2 separate regions of the Mus musculus genome follow, and region 2 is linked to region 1. A link is a contact called in public HiChIP or PLAC-seq data. All regions are on one chromosome and are shown on one strand. Each heading gives the region's core, a stretch centred on a gene start, on an enhancer-like site or on the middle of the called end of the contact. The rest is flanking DNA. Distances are from core to core; before and after follow the strand shown. Region 1 holds the start of Efemp1 (epidermal growth factor-containing fibulin-like extracellular matrix protein 1). Region 2 has its middle 83 kb from the start of Pnpt1.

Evidence for each region. HiChIP or PLAC-seq counts read pairs in DNA pulled down with a chosen protein or histone mark.
Region 2: an H3K27ac HiChIP or PLAC-seq map of embryonic stem cells shows a contact between it and region 1, with 2.8 times the contacts expected there. The contact joins the enhancer-like site here to the promoter of Efemp1 in region 1. A contact is called at or near these places in 8 of 39 promoter capture datasets (the 3T3-L1 cell line, 3T3-L1-derived adipocytes, cranial neural crest and 3 more), 2 of 484 Hi-C or Micro-C datasets (the 3T3-L1 cell line and 3T3-L1-derived adipocytes), 2 of 115 datasets of contacts at active chromatin or transcription factors (embryonic stem cells and epiblast stem cells) and 1 of 9 other capture datasets (embryonic stem cells).

The regions. Positions count from the first base shown.
Region 1 is chr11:28,850,622-28,855,406 of GRCm38.p6, reverse strand. Efemp1 (epidermal growth factor-containing fibulin-like extracellular matrix protein 1) reads right to left here and starts at 2,202. Exons shown (of 11, transcript NM_146015.2): 1 at 2,083-2,202; 2 at 853-942. The coding sequence starts at 933. Gm34185 (a long non-coding RNA gene) reads left to right here and starts at 2,899. Exons shown (of 3, transcript XR_381120.2): 1 at 2,899-3,114.
Region 2 is chr11:29,045,484-29,050,268 of GRCm38.p6, reverse strand. No RefSeq gene overlaps it. Among named protein-coding and RNA genes, the nearest start is that of Pnpt1, 83 kb to the left of the region's middle. Within about 2 kb of position 1,863, at least 11 of the 459 cell types and tissues checked have an H3K27ac peak or open chromatin away from gene starts, as enhancers often do. A contact at or near this core is called in embryonic stem cells and epiblast stem cells, where this site is marked.

The DNA.
Region 1 (4,785 bases), core at 953-3,452:
ATAGGATTACTTAATTTTAAGAATTGGAAAGAAGTATGAAAATGTGTTTTTCATATACTCACCCAGGACAAATGTCATTCATCTCAGAACACTGAATGAGAGTTAGAAAACAACACAGAACAAAGGCCTCATCCCAGCCACATGAGCCTGCTCTGCCCTCTCCTGACATGTCTATTTAGGGCTGTGGGAGGGATTAGATGATATTTTAAATATTTTATTAAACATTGGTTATACTGACGCAACTAACTGGCCAAATATGACTAAGAAATGCCAGAGATGCAAATAGAAGTTGCAAGACCAAGATGCACACAGTGTGCTTTAAATCCACGTTGGCAAATACTGTCTGCTGGTGACAGTTAAACTATCTGCAGTACTTTTACATGAATAGACAGCCTTTCTGAATCCAAGAATGAGAACTTCACGAGGACAGGCACAGATGAGCTAGTGTAATTACACCATACATTCTTATTTGCTTTGCGTGTTATTCTGCATATATTGATTGCATCTGCACATACCCAGGCTCCCAGAGTCCTCAAACCCATCAATTCATTGCATGTCTTCGAAATATGGAGCTTACACAGATTTGAATTTTAAAAGAGTTCATTTTTGGCTTTGCACAAATCATTTTATTTTGCATCTAGCTTACAAACCATTCATCGCAGGTGATCTAGATGCACCTTTGAAAAGACCCAGCACGATTTACCAGGAGTCCTAAACCTGAGTCATATTAAAGTGTTGTTTAATTTATTTTGCTTCGCAGAATACTGCCCACTTGTCCTGGCAGAGACCAGTTAATTCTTGTATCCCAGACTACTACTCAATTCTTGTATCTCAAATGTCATCATGCCTTACCGTGTATGTGATGGTTTCCTCGGTGTACTGTGACTTGACCAGCGCCAGAGTCAGCATAGTTAGGAAAAGTGTTTGCAACATCGTGATTCTCTACGGGAAATGGGACAAAGAGATGTTTAGTATCAACTGCCTAGAAAATCAAAACTTTATCAGTGAAGAAACTGACAAGAAAAGGAGAATGGAGAGCTCCAAATACCCTCCTTCCAGTCTGCTTTCTCACCAGCCACCCAAATAAGCAAGACAGGAGAAACTACAGTAGAAATGCATTACTTCACTGCATCCATCCTGTACCAAGGTTGTTCAGCGTGTGTTTATACCACACCTACTCATAAAGCTCCAGAAAACGGTAGTCAAAAGGGGATATAGAATATGATCGATTCCATCCCTCTTCCCCCTTGGAGGTGGAAACGGGGGCGCAGCATCTGTCTATTTTCTGAAACTGTAGAGTACCCACCCACGGCTCAGCTGTACCTGAAGTTCCACCCAGCTCAGCGAAAGATACCTGCAAACCAGTATCAGTTATATGCCCGCAGACTTTATTGTCTTAAAAAAAAAAAGTCTAAAATACCCAAACAAAACTCGAAGAGCTATCGATCTCACAGTTCCCGATAGAATACCCCACAGAGCTTCTAACTCACTGCAGGGTGACTTCTCTAGTTCCCACTCTTAAAGCTCCATTTCCATACACACTCTTGGCGCACAATCAGCAGCTCAAAGTCACTGATCCCTTTTCCCCTCGTTCTCAGGTCTCAAAATGTGCTATGCACAGGGTCTAGGCTGCCTAAGGTAGGAGGACTTCAGACAGCTTTGCAGCACAGGGAACCAGTTTGGGGGAGGGGGTTCCTAGCCTGATGCCTGCAGGGAAGTGAGCTCAGCTTTCTTAGATGTAAGGCGTCTGTCAGCGGGAGTCCTTGAGCGCTTTAGCTTCCAACCAACCGCTGGGCAATCCAGGTGCCTTTCAAATCCCATACCTCAGTCACGGAACCTAGAGACCAGAGTCACCAGCAAAACTCTCTGGGTTGATAGCGCGCTTACTCTACCTATCCCAACAAATGTCACCCAAGTACTGGCACAGGCTGACAGATTGTGATCCCAGACCAGCAAGTCCACCTCCATCTTCTCTGTACAGTTTCACAGTCGGGGACAGTTCTTGGGTCGCCCTACCATACTTCCCGGTATAGCTCTCGCTGGTATAGCGCAGATCTTGCGACCTCGGCTTTGGGCTCCTACCTGCGGGGGGGCCGCGCAACTTTCCTGCCCGGGCAGCGAAGGAGTGCGTAGGGGAGGGCAGCCTGGTAGGTCTGAACTGGCGAGGTCTGGCTGCAGCAGCAGCCACAGGAGGAGGAAAAAGGGAGGAGAAGTAGGGCGAAGGGGGGCGGAGGAGAGAGAGGGAGGCGCAAGCGCCCTGCCCAGGCTTCCAACCACGCGGGAAGGCGCGCCTTTTGGCGTTGGGGTCTAGGGGCCCAGTTATCCTCTGCATTAGGCCCCTTGGTACCCTGATTCACAGGAATTTGAGACACAACTAATATCGAAATATCACTTCCATGGAGCTTTTAGACTTTGCAGAAATGGCTTAAATTCCTTTTAGCTCAACAAGTGATTCCTGGGAGAATAAATTAAAGCTATTAACAGAACTGGTCCTTTATTTTTCATTTCAGATTTTTATTTTTGGAGGGGGTGTGTTTTGTCAGCTTCCTCAAATGGTGAAAGGTGAGAATGAACGTGTTCATTTCTGGGCCTACTAGGTGCTAGGTGTTAGGAGTGAGCCAAATGGAACTCATGTTAACAAAATATGTGCCATCCTGAGGTGTGTGTCTTGCCTCCACCCCCAACCCCGTGTGTGTGTGTGTGTGTGTGTGTGTGTGTGTCCGTGTGTGTGAACTCCTCTCCTTCCTTCCTTATCTACAGTTTCTCATTTCTCCTGATTACTGCCCATCCAAATTAAATTAGGCATTTTTCTTGCGTCTTTCATAATAATGGTGGAATTTCAGGAATCTGAAGAGAGAGTCCCGCCCCACCCCCCTTTATCAAGTCATACCACACAAATTGCAGCTATTCCTGATAGCTTCTCCCACCCCACAGTTAGGCAGTTACTTCCCTTTGGTTTCAGATATGCCTTTTAAGAACGAAGTCACCAAATGCAATTTGAGAAGTAACAGAACCTGCTAACTTGGAGGAGCTAAGGACTGCCCTGTCCAGGGGCATATTGCAGAGGCTGTGGAAGTGGCAAGTTGGTAGAGACTGCTGGAGAGCAGCTTTCAGGTGATTACGGCTCTTCTGTCTTCTGGGTGGGTGGGTTAAGTAGATATTGACATCCAATGGTGATCCTGACCAGTACTGGTGACAGGCTATCCAGTACTGCACAGGATCAGATCTGCAGAACTTACTAAGTATGGAAGGCGTTGATGACTGTAGCAAAGACATTTACTACTAAGTTTCCCTGACCCTACTTGTCACCAATGTCCCCAAACCGCTTTTCTTTGAAAAAACAGATTCTCTGTTACCAGACAGTAAAAATATCTCTCTATGTGTCTGCTTATTTAAACTCATTTCAGCTCGTTCTTTGGAGCAATGAGGTAAAAAGCTCCCAATCTTCCATCTGCAGTGCAGTGATCTTTCTGCACACCCACTTGCTGGTTTACTGCCTTAATTTAGACATCTGATGGGCATTTCAGACCGAACACATTCCAGCCGCATCCTCTCCCTCAGGCTGCTCCACCCATCAGTTTCACCATCTCAATCAATCGGAATTTCATCTCTCCTCCTGCCCATGTCCAGCCAGCTTCATTTATTTGCATAGTTCATTGAGTTCTTTAGAAAACTATGCTGACTTTCTCTCTGAGATAGATTCAGAACTGGACCATTTCTCATATCTTTGCAGCCACCCTGATTTAGCATTTTCCATCTGGATTATTGTAAAAACGATGGATTGATCTTTCTGTGCGTACCTTTGGATCTCTGCAGCTGTTCCCATCAGAAGTTCCCGTAAATAGAATCATACAGTATATAATTGCTTTGGATCTGTTTTTCTTCACTCTGTGCTTTTGAGATGAACCCTTGTTAGAAGTTCTTTTTTTTTTTTTTTTTTTTTTTCATTGTTGCATGGCATTCAGTTGTATGGTTGTCCCTCAGATTTTCTGCTGGCTTTTTAATTGATCTTTGGATTGTTTATAAGTAAAGCTTGTCTGGGTATTCATTTAGAAATTTTTGAGTAGGCATGAACATTTTCTTTTAGGTGAATATCGGAGGAGTAGAATTGTATGTTTTTTTTTGTTTGTATTTTTTTGTTTTTCCATTTTTTATTAGGTATTTAGCTCATTTACATTTCCAATGCTATACCAAAAGTCCCCCATACCCACCCACCCCCACTCCCCTACCCACCCACTCCCCCTTTTTGGCCCTGGCGTTCCCCTGTACTGGGGCATATAAAGTTTGTGTGTCCAATGGGCCTCTCTTTCCAGTGATGGCCGACTAGGCCATCTTTTGATCCATATGCAGCTAGAGTCAAGAGCTCCGGGGTACTGGTTAGTTCATAATGTTGTTCCACCTATAGGGTTGCAGATCCCTTTAGCTCCTTGGGTTCTTTCTCTAGCTCCTCCATTGGGAGCCCTGTGATCCATCCATTAGCTGACTGTGAGCATCCACTTCTGTGTTTGCTAGGCCCCGGCATAGTCTCACAAGAGACAGCTACATCTGGGTCCTTTCGATAAAATCTTGCTAGTGTATGCAATGGTGTCAGCGTTTGGATGCTGATTATGGGGTGGATCCCTGGATATGGCAGTCTCTACATGGTCCATCCTTTCATCTCAGCTCCAAACTTTGTCTCTGTAACTCCTTCCATGGGTGTTTTGTATGTTTATCTTCATAAGTAAAGGACACGGTACTTTTCATCTTCCATTCCCACTTTGCTCTGTATCTTTACTGACACTTGGT
Region 2 (4,785 bases), core at 614-3,113, 200 kb before region 1:
ATCACTCTTTCCTGAGCTGAGGTGATCTCTTCTTATGTATTCATGATGACAAGGTATAGCAGATAACATGACATACTCATGATTGTGGTGTTTGAGCAAGGCTTAAATTATATATTTGGGCACAGAAGATTAATCAGAGTATATTATAGTTGACAGGATGTGGAACAGTACAGGGAAAGTATCACAGTAAAGATTTAAGGCCATTTTTTTACTATGTTAATTATGCCAGTCAATGAGCATGGGAGATCTTTGCATCTTCTGAGATCTTCTTCAATTTCTTTCTTCAGAGACTTGAAGTTCTTGTCATATAGATCTTTCACTTGTTTGGTTAGAATCACACCAAGATATTTTATATTATTTGTGACTATTATAAAAGGTGTCATTTTCCTAATTTCTTTCTCAGTCTGTGTATCCTTTAAGTAGAGGAAGGCTACTGATTTGTTTGAGTTAATTTTATATCCAGCCACTTTGCAGAAGTTGTTTATGAGCTGTAAGAGTTTTCAGGTGGAAGTTTTGGGGTCACTTAAGTATACGATCATATCATCTGCAAGTATTGATATTTTGACTTCTTCCTTTCCAATTTGTATCCCTTTGACCTCTTTTTGTTGTCTAATTGCTCTGGCTAGAACATCAGGAACTGTATTAAATAGATAGGGGGAGAGTGGGCAGCCATGTCTTGTCCCTGATTTTAGTGGGATTGCTTCAAGTTTCTCACCATTTAGTTTGATGTTGGCTATCGGTTTGCTGTATATTGCTTTTATTAGAGCAACCTACAAATTCAATGCAAAAACCCATCAAAATTCCAACTCAATTTTTAACATAGGTAAAAAGATACATCTGGGAATAACAAAAAACTCAGGATAGTGAAAACTATTCTCAAGAATAAAAGAACTTCTAGGGGAATCACTGACCTTAAACTGTACTACAGAGCAATATTGATAAAAATCACATAGTATTGGTACAGATATTGGCAGGTAGCTCAATGGAATAGAATTGAACACCCAGAAATAGACCCACATTTGATCTTTGACAGAGAAGCCAAAACCATCCATAAAATTCATAAAATTGCACAGCTTCTGTAAACCAAAGGACACTGTCAATAGGACAAAACAGCAACCAACAGATTGGCAAAAGATCTTTACCAATCCTAAATCCAAAAGAGGGCTAATATCCAATATATACAAAGAACTCAAGAAGATAGACTCCAGAGACTCAAGTAATCCTATTAAAAATGGGTACAGAGCCAAACAAAGAATTCTCAACTGAGAAATCTCAAATGGCCAAGAAGCACCTGAAAAAATGTTGAACATCCTTAGTCATCAGGGAAATGCAAATCAAAACAATCCTGAGATTCCATCTCACACCAGTCAGAATGGCTAAGATCAAAAATTCATGTGAAAGCAGATGCTGGTGAGGATGTGGAGAAAGAGGAACACTACTCCATTGCTGGTGGGATTGCAAGATGGTACAAGCACTCTGGAAATCAGTCTGGCAGTCCCTCCCAAAATAGGACATTGCCACAGACCCTTTTTGGTCCATGTCTTCGTAGAATGGGTCTCTAGTTACAGGTGGACAAGGAATGACAAACAGAAGCAACAGGAGAGATTGTGTAGAATCTGAGTGCATTTTCACAAAATGAACACCAGTCTTATATAATACAGAAAACAAAGGGGTAGGATGTCACCGCAGGAAAAGTACATTGAAGTTACCTGACACAAAACAAAGGAATGACTTCAAAAGGACTTACAGGAACCAGGTAGATGTTTACAGTAAAGATAAAACAACCCTGCCTAGGGTCAGCTAATGACAGGTGAGGATTTCACACCCTAATCACAATCTGTGCTACTCCTTTGAGCCTTGTGAAAGCTAGCACCAGGGGGTTCTGCTCTTGCAGACCTTCTCATGACTAATGCAATAACACAGACCCCCTATTTCCTAGGCCTTGATAAATTCTTGCAAGAGTGTAACTTGGCTGTTCTTTAAAGTATCTGTGGGGAATCTCCATTTGTCAGAAGAATTCACCAACTTGCTTCTAATATGCAATGTAGCCTCCTATACCTGGCTGTAGTGAAGATTCCTGTCTCAGTGGGATTCCCTAACTCTTTCATTGTAAACCCATCTATTAGCTAGGCCATTGTGTATTCCCTTGTTTGGGTAAGACTGGCTACTGTCCTAAGTAATCACTCTGCAGACTAGCCCTGAGCTATTCCAGCTCTGTTCTTTGTAATGCCTAATTAGTTTCACCATCTCTACTAGAAGTAAATTTGAATGTTACTGAATAGATAACCTTCTCACTGAATTCCTACTGAATTCCAAGTTTGTCTGCTTCAAGGATTTTCTAGGACATTGGAACACTGGCGAAGGCTTAGCTATGTCAGAATTCAATCTTAAAAGGCACTTATAATAAAGCAATACTGAAAGAGAGCACATGAATCCATACACAAGACTAACACGGGAAGAGGGTATGAGTATATGAGTTATGAGAATGCCAAAGTTCTAAGAGGTTGAGTTTCCTTGAAACTCTTTGCCTTGTGAGTGCTTCCAGGACTCTCGACCTGTCAAGCAGACATAACTGGAGTGGATGTAGCAGGACATATTACTACTGGAAGATCCAGCAAAACCTCTCCTGGACATATACCCAGAAGAAGCTCCAACTTGTAATTTTTTGTATTTTCTTCATTTACATTTCAAATGCTATCCCAAAAGTCCCCCATGCCCTCCTCCGTCACTCCTCTACTCACCCACTCCCAATTCTAAGCCCTGGCGTTCCCCTGTAAGGAGGCATAAAAAGTTTGCAAGACCAAGGGGCTTCTCTTCCCAATGATGGCCAACTAGGCCATCTTCTGATACATATGCAGCTAGAGACAAGAGCTCTGGGGGGTACTGGTTAATTCATATTGTTGTTCCACCTATAGGACTGCAGACCCCTTTAGTTCCTTGGGTACTTTCTCTAGGTCCTCTATTGGGGGCCTGTGTTCCGTCAAGTAGCTCACTGTGAGCATCCACTTCAGTGTCTGCCAGGCCCTGGCATAGACTCACAGGAGACAGCTATATCAGGGTCCTTTCAGCAGAATCTTGCTGGTGTATGCAATGGTGTCAGTGTTTGGAGGCAGATTATGGGATGGATCCCCAGGTATGGCAGTCTCTAGATGGTCCATCCTTTTGTCTCAGCTCCAAACTTTGTCTCTGTAACTCCTTCCAAGGGTGTTTTGTTTCCAATTCTAAGAAGGGGCAAAGTGTCCACACGTTGGTCTTTGTTCCTCTTGAGTTTTATGTGTTTTGCAAATTGTATCTTGTATCTTGGGTATTCTAAGTTTCTGGGCTAATATCCACTTATCAGTGAGTACATATTGTGTGAGTTCCTTTGTGATAGGGTTACCTCACTCAGGATGATGCCCTCCAGGTCCATCCATTTGCCTAGGAATATCAAAATTCATTCTTTTTAATAGCTGAGTAGTACTCCATTGTGTAAATGTACCACATTTTCTACATCCATTCCTCTGTTGAGGGGCATCTGGGTTCTTTCCAGCTTCTGGCTATTATAAATAAGGCTGCTATGAACATAGTGGAGCATGTGTCCTTCTTACCGGTTGGGACATCTTCTGGATATATGCCCAGGAGAGGTATTGCGGGATCCTCTGGTAGAACTATGTCCAATTTTCTGAGGAACCGCCAGACTGATTTCCAGAGTGGTTGTACAAACTTGCAATCCCACCAACAATGGTGGAGTGTTCCTCTTTCTCCACATCTTCAACAGCATTTGCTGTCACCTGAATTTTTTTAATATATTTTTTATTAGGTATTTTCCTCATTTACATTCCAATGCTATCCCAAAAGTCCCCCATACCCACCCCCCCCACTCCCCTACCCACCCACTCCCACTTTTTGGCCCTGGCGTTCCCCTGTACTGGGGCATATAAAGTTTGCAAGTCCAATGGGCCTCTCTTTCCAGTGATGCTGATTAGACCAACTTTTGATACATATGCAGCTAGAGACAAGAGCTCCGGGATATTGGTTCGTTCATATTGTTGTTCCACCTATAGGGTTACAGTTCCCTTTATCTCCTTGGGTACTTTCACTAGCTCCTCCATTGGGGGCCCTGTGATCCATCCAATAGCTGATTGTGAGCATCCACATCTGTGTTTGCTAGGCCCTGGCATAGTCTCACAAGAGACAGCTATATCTGGGTCCTTACAGCAAAATCTTGCTAGTGTATGCAATGGTGTCAGCGTTTGGAAGCTGATTATGGGATGGATCCCCGGATGTGGCAGTCTCTAGATGGTCCATCCTTTCGTCACAGCTCCAGATTTTGTCTCTGTAACTCCTTCCATGGGTGTTTTGAACCCAATTCTAAAAAGGGGCAAAGTGTCCACACTTTGGTCTATGTTCTTCTTGAGTTTCATGTGTTTAGCAAATTGTATCTTATATCTTGGGTATCCTAAGTTTCTGGGCTAATATCCACTTATCAGTGAGTACATATTGTGTGAGTTCCTTTATGATTGGGTTACCTCACTCAGAATGATGCCCTCCAGGTCCATCCATTTGCCTAGGAATATCAAAATTCATTCTTTTTAATAGCTGAGTAGTACTCCATTGTGTAAATGTACCACATTTTCTGTATCCATTCCTCTGTTGAGGGGCATCTGGGTTCTTTCCAGCTTCTGGCTATTATAAATAAGGTTGCTATGAACATAGTGGAGCATGTGTCCTTCTTACCGGTTGGGACATCTTCTGCATATATGCCCAGGAGAGGTATTGCGGGATCCTCTGGTAGTACTATGTCCA